2 separate regions of the Sus scrofa genome follow, and region 2 is linked to region 1. The links are chromatin contacts, called in public HiChIP or PLAC-seq maps. All regions are on one chromosome and are shown on one strand. Each heading gives the region's core, a stretch centred on a gene start, on an enhancer-like site or on the middle of the called end of the contact. The rest is flanking DNA. Distances are from core to core; before and after follow the strand shown.

The links. HiChIP or PLAC-seq counts read pairs in DNA pulled down with a chosen protein or histone mark.
Region 2: a contact with region 1 is called in an H3K27ac HiChIP or PLAC-seq map of skeletal muscle. The contact joins two enhancer-like sites. A contact is called at or near these places in 1 of 47 Hi-C or Micro-C datasets (skeletal muscle) and 1 of 2 datasets of contacts at active chromatin or transcription factors (skeletal muscle).

What each region holds. Positions count from the first base shown.
Region 1 is chr4:81,822,774-81,827,099 of Sscrofa11.1, reverse strand. The region is part of intron 11 of NME7 (nucleoside diphosphate kinase 7); the gene reads right to left. Among named protein-coding and RNA genes, the nearest start is that of ATP1B1, 110 kb to the left of the region's middle. Within about 2 kb of position 2,554, at least 7 of the 83 cell types and tissues checked have an H3K27ac peak or open chromatin away from gene starts, as enhancers often do. A contact at or near this core is called in skeletal muscle, where this site is marked.
Region 2 is chr4:82,130,821-82,135,146 of Sscrofa11.1, reverse strand. All of the region lies in intron 1 of LOC110260299 (a long non-coding RNA gene), which reads right to left. LOC106510101 (a long non-coding RNA gene) reads left to right here. Exons shown (of 3, transcript XR_002343351.1): 3 at 1-1,255. It also overlaps the pseudogene LOC106510108. Among named protein-coding and RNA genes, the nearest start is that of DPT, 150 kb to the left of the region's middle. Within about 2 kb of position 2,261, at least 8 of the 83 cell types and tissues checked have an H3K27ac peak or open chromatin away from gene starts, as enhancers often do. A contact at or near this core is called in skeletal muscle, where this site is marked.

The DNA.
Region 1 (4,326 bases), core at 1,305-3,804:
TGATTTCACTTATCACAAAACAGAGATGTCTTCAATTTTAGTGTGTCCGATTTCACTTGTGAGGAATTATATTTAAGTAGATTTGGGGCCTGAGGAAGAGAGGCAATATCAAAAAGTGTAGGCTAGGAACTCACACCAAATAACATCTGGCACTTACATTTCACAGGAGGGAAACAAGTGAACTATTTCTACCAAAATAACCAGAAAAATGAGCCCCATCTAAGATACTTTAATATTGGCAATCAAAATCTGAAGTGCACCCCCCCCAGATGAGTGTATTCTCTATTTGGGGAAAAAAGGGAAATCAACAATGGACTCTGGTAAAAAGCATGGGTTTCTTGGTTGCCATTAAAGGCTAGGGACCCAGAGTCATTGCTTGCCGATAATTCTTAATGGCCCACTTTTGAATTCTATCCCAAAAAAAGATAGGAAAAATTTTATAAAGTTTAGAGTAAGGTTATGACTAATTCTTGACCTGGAAATGTGATGCCCGTAGGATTTGAGTTTACCAGGAAAAATCTGCATCTGCTCCTCAAAGCCAGATGTACTGAGTAAGAGCAGAAAAAGACTGGATAACTCAGATGATTGAAAATGTGTTATAAAGGCCTGTACTTTTAAGCCCAAGCCTAGTAAATCCAGGCATAGAAGGTATTCACATATACTCTCATCCAATCTGGTATCTATTAAAATGAGTGAGCTAAAATCCAGTCCTATTGATCATATAGATAAACCAGGAAAAAACAAAAAACAGACATTCCACACCTTCAGTTATTCACAGAAATTGACTTAAATCTATCTTCACGTCTCAGTGCTGTTTTCATATTGCAGACAAATGAAGCATTCAACAAAATGCAAATCTTTTGTTCTTTTATGAAACAAATAGCATCGGCAAACATTTGTTGAAAGTCTGCCACAGACAGGACACTTGATGTATCACCTGCAGACCAACTGTATCACATAACTTGAGAATGTCATAAATGCAGAATTTCAGGCCCTACCCTATGCTGACTGAATCACAATCTTCAATAAGATCTCGAGGGGTTTTCTGTGTACATGAAAGTTGAGAAAGAACAGTGTTAGATCATTTTGGGGATACTGGAGATACTGAAAAGGTATAAGACAGGTCTCCTAATTAGTATCTAAACCAGGGGGTGAGGAACATTCATAAAAGAAAATTATACAAGGAGCACACATATCTACTTCCAGATAAGACGTATGGACGATGAGTGAGAGGAGTTCAAAGGATGGCAAAAGTTACTCAAGGTTGGGGCAATTTGTGGTGTCTTAAAGGAAAAACAGTACATGAAAAAGAAGGAAAAAGTAAATATGGTATACTCAACCCTCCTCCGGATAAATTTACTCTCTAGCGGTTTTGTAACTATGATATAACTGGTGCTCTGAGGAATGAGTAGAGTCAGGAGAGAAATGGTTAGCAGTCATATGGTCTTGTCCAAACGTCCACAAGAATCTGCTTCTTAAGACATCTGTTCCACAGGAAAAGGTCCTTGAAATCTGGTTCTATCCAAAATGTTCAAGAGTGCATCTGGTTCACGCCAAATCATTTTGAAAGGGACAAATACCAAGGACATTTTGGCATGGCCCAAATGCCTTATGGATATTTTGGCCAGGACCGAATAGTCTTGCAAATATCAAGGACCTTTTGGTAGAGACCAAATGTCTACTGAATGTATTAGACAGGACAAAGAGAGAAAACAACTCATAGCAACTTGAAAATAGCATATCAGTTAGGCGGCAAAGCTTCAGAAGATAATGGAGCGAGGAATCTTGAGAGATAACATTGGCTAATTCTGAAATGTACAATCTTCTCTGAGAACAAGCTTTTTTAAAAATCCATATCATATATATTTTACTTTTTACATTAAATGTCTCAAATTTGGGTTTTACTTAGAGTATATGGAAACCTTGTCTTGAAGCATTACTGAAAGGATTTCATAGTAAAGTACAGAATTATATATATATATATATATATATATATATATATAGAATTATATATATATATTATGAGTTATTTATATTTTAATTAAGTGCTTTCAAAAAGATCATGCCTACACTTAGTACAGAGGAGCAATGATTATTGTTTTGCTATCTAATGTCACCAATCAAAAATCAATATTCAAAAGTGAATGGGTAATTAATTTTGTGCTACCCATTCACTTTTCTGCACTTTTTTTTAAGGGTCCCTGAAGTCCTTCTCTTTGGCCTTGCAAGTGCTAGGACAGTCTCCCTGAGATATAAATAAAATGCCTTTCTAACGACATCCTGAGAACACCATGGCTCAGTACAATTCATGCCAAGTGTAACTGATCCTGTGCTCAAACTTGGCACCGGTGTCAGTGGCTTTTACCAATAAGAGACTGGTAAGGTGGCAGGCTCTTAGGTGTCCAAAAATGGTAATTTCCCAGGGACTCAAGGTTTAATTTTTTTTTTTCTTTCCATCCTGACACAAAGCCTACTGTCTCTAAGTAATACCACTAGCAGCTGACATTTGAAACTGACAAGCAGCACATGTGCATTAGGAAGATAAGGCCTGGCACATGGTGCTGCGACCTCTTGGGATTTTGGAAAGCTAGCAGCTCCAGCTAGTGGCGATGCCCCATCTCCAGTGTGCACTGCTTTGGGAAAACTCTAGCCCTTCCTTCTGACTGTGATGTGGACATGTCTTATTGGAACATGGTTATTTTTGAAGAAAAACAAAACAAGTGATCTTCTCTATGAATGAAAAGAAAATGGAAAGAAAAAAGAGGTAAAATGTTAAGCTATGAGAGCTTAATGGAAACAGTATTATGTCATAGAAAACAGTTAATGCAGCCAAAGGGAGATAAAGGAATCAATACAAGAATATTTTTTGAAAAAAAAAAAGGAAAGGAAATGGCAGGGAAACAAGAGACTCAAAGGAAAAACTCTTCGTGGGAAACATTCAGAAAAAAAGTACTGGAAAAGGGTGAGGCCAAGGATGCCGATGTGAGGAAGGGGGAAATGGAAACCAGCTAAATGCCAAAATTACATAAAAGAAAGAAGAAAAAGTTCATGGTTCATAATGAAACAAAAAAAGATAGTTATCAAAATTTCCCAATCCCTGTGGGGACTAAGGTGGCACATATGGAGTAAAGGACAAGGGACAAGAAGCTGGGGGTGGGTATAGAGCAAAAGACACAAGACTTCACCGCAACAGAAGATGCTAGGGCCTGAGGAGCAAGAAAGCCAAAAACCTTCCTAAGAAAAAAAATTCAAAACACTGAGAAGAAAGTCAGGAAAAGTGCCAAGCCTAAAATAATACACAGGAAAGTGTCTTCAAAAAAGTTAAAAATTTTACAAATGATAGTTTCATGATGGGTTATGGAAATAATTGGAATGTCATAAAGCTAATTTTGAGATAGATGTTTAGAATGACACCACTCTCATATTTAAAATATCTATTGGTACCATTGTCACAGACAGAAACTATCCTGAAAGGGCCAGAGACTGACCCAGCAAGAGAATTATTCTCTTAGGTGCTTTGTGGACATTCAAAAAGTTTCTTGCGCCATATTCAATTATAATTTGGAGAAATGATGTTATTGAGATTTTGAATCATAAAAAAAAAATTTAAGATGGAACCAGGCAAAACAGAGTTCAAATCCTGACATTAATTTTTAATAGGGATATGTTCTTTGGGGGAAAAAAAATTAATGGATTTTTTTAAGTTTTAAAATAAGCCTCTCTGAGCCTTAATTTCATTTTTCGACTATAAAATGGGCACTAGAAAATTGACTGTGAAAGGAATCTAGGATAAAGCATATCCAGTTTCTGGATGAATGACTGGATACAGAGGCCATAATAAAAGTACACTAAATATGTATTTAAGCAATAGAAAATGGAAATGTAATTAATATTTTCCCTCCACTAACATTCATTTTTCAAAAAAAAAAAAAATGTATAATGAGTACCCTTCCCGATGTATCAGTGAGAAAACAAAAATCCCTTCCTTCCTGGGGTTTATGTGCTAGTGGGTGAAAACAAAAAATAAATGTGTTCAATAATAAATGATACACTGTGTTTAGAAGCTAATACTTATTATAGAAAAACATAAAAGAAAACAGGGTAGGATAAGCAATTGAGAATGTCAGGGCATTGCAGCTACACAGGGCAGGGAGTTTGGGGCAGGTTAGACCTCCTTAATCTGAGACGTCCAAGCACAAGTGCTACTAAGCACACATAACTCATGTAATGAAGTACCAATTTGGACTTCTGTAAGTAAATTATATATGATACATGGATGGCATTTTGCTATTGATGTTATCCAAAGGCTTAATTAAATGAGCTATA
Region 2 (4,326 bases), core at 1,012-3,511, 310 kb before region 1:
GGCATTGCTTCTACAGTGGCTGTGGCTCAATCCCTGGTTCAGGACCCAGGTCTTTACTCATGAGTATTTAGAGTTTAGTCAAGGCATAGCACTGTCTAGGGTTTAATTTCTTCATGTATAAAATGAGAACCCTAGCACCTCAGGGTACTGTGAGCTGTGAAAGTGATTTTTAAGCTGCCAAAGGCAATTGAAGAAGGCTCGTCTGAAAGGTGGTGATACCCTATAACCCACCTCTCAGAATAAACATGAGGAGTCATTGGACACTGGATGTCACAGTCAATGCAAGCCCAAGGCAGGAGCCTGAAAAGATGAGTTATCAACATTCCTAGGAGTTTTGCAGAGCTCAAGAACTCAATAAAACATTTCTTACAAGTTTGGATTTTCTAAGATAGTTAGTGTAGCATACCTGAGTTCAGAAGCCCAGAGAATACCTTCAGACTGTAGTTTAGGAAATGAGAACTTTGAGAAGCTAATATGGCACAGTCTTTAGTCAAATACATCCCATTATTAGATTTGTGAGGAACCGTGGAAATTACATAGGACCAAACTTTCATTTTGCAGATGAGGGAAGTGAGGCTTAGATGTACAGCTCATCAGTAGCAGAGGTGAGACTAGAACTCACATCTCCTGACCCTGAGTTTGTGTTCTTTTCTACCAAATTCATTGTTCTTCTAACTTCATTTAGACTCAGGAATGGCATAGATACCAAAGTCAAAGACAAAGTATTAATTACTAAGCCTACAAGTAAAAATCTATGTGGGTTTACCCTTACTGAATGACTTGAGGAAAGCTACTTCATACTTGTCTCAGTAGCCTGTAAAATGAGTTATAATAATACTGATTTCAGAGGTTATTGTGAGGATAATACAGGAAAAGTTCTTAGCATAGTCTTCTTACTGTGCTGGTAACTGCTCAACTCTTGTTGGTTATCATACAATCACCAATCTTCTACATGCCATAAAACCCAGTAATGTGACTACCTGTGTGTCTCCTTTTTAGGGTAAACCCTGAACTAGCAGGGACCCTATCAGGAGACACCCTGCATGTAACTTGCGTAGACCCTGTTGGGGGTCAGTCTGTTTATTTCACTTTATCTAGAGTTTGAAGCAATCATAACATGAGAGGATGAGGCTAGACTTGGAGGGAAAAGAGGAGGTGAAGCTTTCATTTTGAGCATTTGAGCCTGAGTCCCAGTTTCTTTTCCTACAGATGAGGATATTAATATCCATTCTTTTTAACTTTGTGGTACTCAAAGCTGTCAATTCAATAAAAAATGTATTATGAACTATTCATTGCTATATAACTGTAAAACAAAGAGCAGAAATGATAGTGGTTTTCTCCGTGTGCTAATAAGCCACAGTCTCTCACTTGAGTGGCTTTTTAGTTCCTTTCTCACAGGCCCTGGGGGATTTGGTGTTAGACATAATGAGTTAACATTCTATTAATTACATCTGATCTCATGGCCTCAAACGTCAGTGTTTGCTCACCTCTAACAAAGAGAATACAGTCCTTAGAACATAGGATTCTTTCTAAATAAATTATGAAAGTCTTTTCAAGATCCTGCTTGTTCTTTTTACATAGGAGCATAGATTCGAGATTATCTTGGAACCATGATAGCCAGCTACCTGCTTTGTGTACTGTTCTAACAATTTACCCATTGATCTCATGTTTCTTCTAAAAACGTCAAAGCACTAGGCAAGTATTACTCATCAGACAGGTTCAATGATGTCCTTCTACATTTAGCTTTTTTTTTTTTTTTCTGGACCAGTCACATCTATTCTCAGGACTATGACCCACATGAGCTGTGAGGGCTCTGGGCAGAAGTGCTACATTCCAGCTTTCAGTGGGCTATTCAAGGACTGTAGAGATTCTTCTCTGGCTGCCTACACCATTTAGTATTTTCTCTGCCATTGCCTTCTTCCATTGCCATGGTTTTCTTAGAGTTGTCTTAGAGTTCGTGCCCAGCTACATCTCTACTGGGAGATTTAATGTTTAAGGATCTGAATTGCAGAGCCCATGAGTCTGCATTGGGTAGGTGTGTTGGTGAATACAGTTTATTAGGTTCGACCCGTGGCCAGTGTTAACCTCCCCTCCCCCAAGCTTTTGCTAAGCCCAAATTTTCTCCCAACCAAGATCCTTGAATTCATGCTGGCTGGTGGTGGATTCATGACTCAAAAGTAGCTGCCCTGTATAGCATTCTCATGGTCACATTTCAGGCTTCCCTCCCTCCCTCACCTTTCCTCGCCTACCCCATTCAATCTCCCATATCACATACTCACAAATCCCAGTAACTTCTTCTGGAGAGTAGCTGGGAAATAAATGAGGTAGCAGAGAGATGCCAACATGGCCCTCTTCCAATAGTTTCAGCACTAAAAGGTAACAAAAAACTCCAGCTGGAAGCTGACCAGATATTTATTCACTCCACATGCATAGTGAATGTTCTTTGCTGAGAATTCTTGCTTCCATTTAACTAAGTGAGAATTGGGGGTCTAGGAGTTAAAGTGGCTGACTCCAATAGTAGGCCACTTTCAGAAGAAACAGAAGTAGACTGACCCATAGCTCTATTCAAGGTGCTAATATTTAACCTGTTAAAACAAATATTTGCCATCCCACAGGTGACATTCACGTTGCTTAATCTTTTTCACTCCCTTTTCCATTTGCCAATATTTCATTACCACAAAATTTCCTAACTCAAAAAAGATATTCTTTCCTGTCATTTGGATAAAATTTACCCAAAATGAGTATTATAAACACAGCAGCATAACATCAATTTATGGGGCCACCCCTGATTTACCAGTGAGGTAAATCTGGGCCTTAGATAGTTTTATACCTCTTTTTTTGTGACTTTATTCACTTTCAGTTCAGTGGCTTCCTGGAATAACTTCAGTAATTAAACAGAATTCCCAGGTCCTCTAGATTACATGAAGATAGATGTCAAAGTCTCACTTGAGTGAGGAAAAGTTTTGCTGATTAATATGGCTAGATAGCCACACTGCCTTATGCAAAACCTGATGAAATCAGTGCATCTAACCAAATACTCACCACTCTCTCCCATTGCATACTCTTTTAAAATCTGTAATACTGATAGCAAGGAGGCAATAGAAAGCATGAGTTTACAATGGCAGACTCAGAGGTTCAAATCCTGGCTCTGTCACTTACTATCTGTATAGCTTGGGAAAAAGTTAAAGATTTCTTTGTTACTTTCTTTATCTGTAAACATAAATATTAGTTTGTAGGACCTTTCTCTGTCTTGTTTTGAGGCTGTGATTTTATATCTATATACATATATATATATATACACACACACACACTTTACACATGAATACATACATATGTATATAAACACATACATACACATATACATAATGTACATACATACATACACACATATAATAGCACTAATAAATGTTGGATATTGCTTTTATCGCTAGTATTTACTGAGTGCATACTGTACACCAATACACTTCTAAGCATTGCTACTCTTTATAACCATCCTCAGATGTAAGTAGTATTGTTAAGCTCATTTTGTTTATTTGTTTGTTTGTTTGTTTATGGGTGCACCCACAACATATGGAAGTTCCAGGGCCAGGGACACACAGCTGTGATCTGCACTGCAGGTGCAGCAATGCCAGATTCTTTAACTCACTACTCCCAGCCAGGGATCACCCCGTTGATCTGCAGGGACCCAAGCTGCTGCAGTCAGATTTTTAACCTACTGCACCATGATGAGAATTCCTGTTTAGCTCTGTTGAAAGATGAATATCCTGGCGGTTAAGAAGACTTAAGTCATACAGTTAACAGAAACAGAAGTGGCATTGGGGCTCAGGCTTTACTAGATTCTACTGATCGCCTGCCCTGTTGGATGCTAGAAGAAAAACTCACCGTCCAGACTGCCAGTTGCATGCAACCAGCCACTTTTCCCACATTGCTGAGTCATCACAATATACATACACCAAAACATCTAAAATGTTTTATTTTATCTCTACTTCTAACTTCTACTTATTCATTCAAAAGCTTTCTTCACTAAAACCCTGCTCTGTGCTAGGCTCTATGCCAGTTTTGTAAGAATCAGAGATATTTAGAGAAGTCCCTGCCCTTGGGAGCACTCCAATTGGAAACAGAGAACAGAAGTATTAAAACAGTTGTAAGTGGCTGCCTATTACCCAGGGCTGTACCCTCAGAGAAAAAGGTATTCTTAGGTGCCTGAACCAGTGCCCAGCCCTTGCTCTAAATCCCTCAAGGTAGGATGTTTCCTACTTTTATATAGTCTTCCTCAACTGACAATTACTCTACATATCTACAGTAATTCTCACCAATTAGCTATCC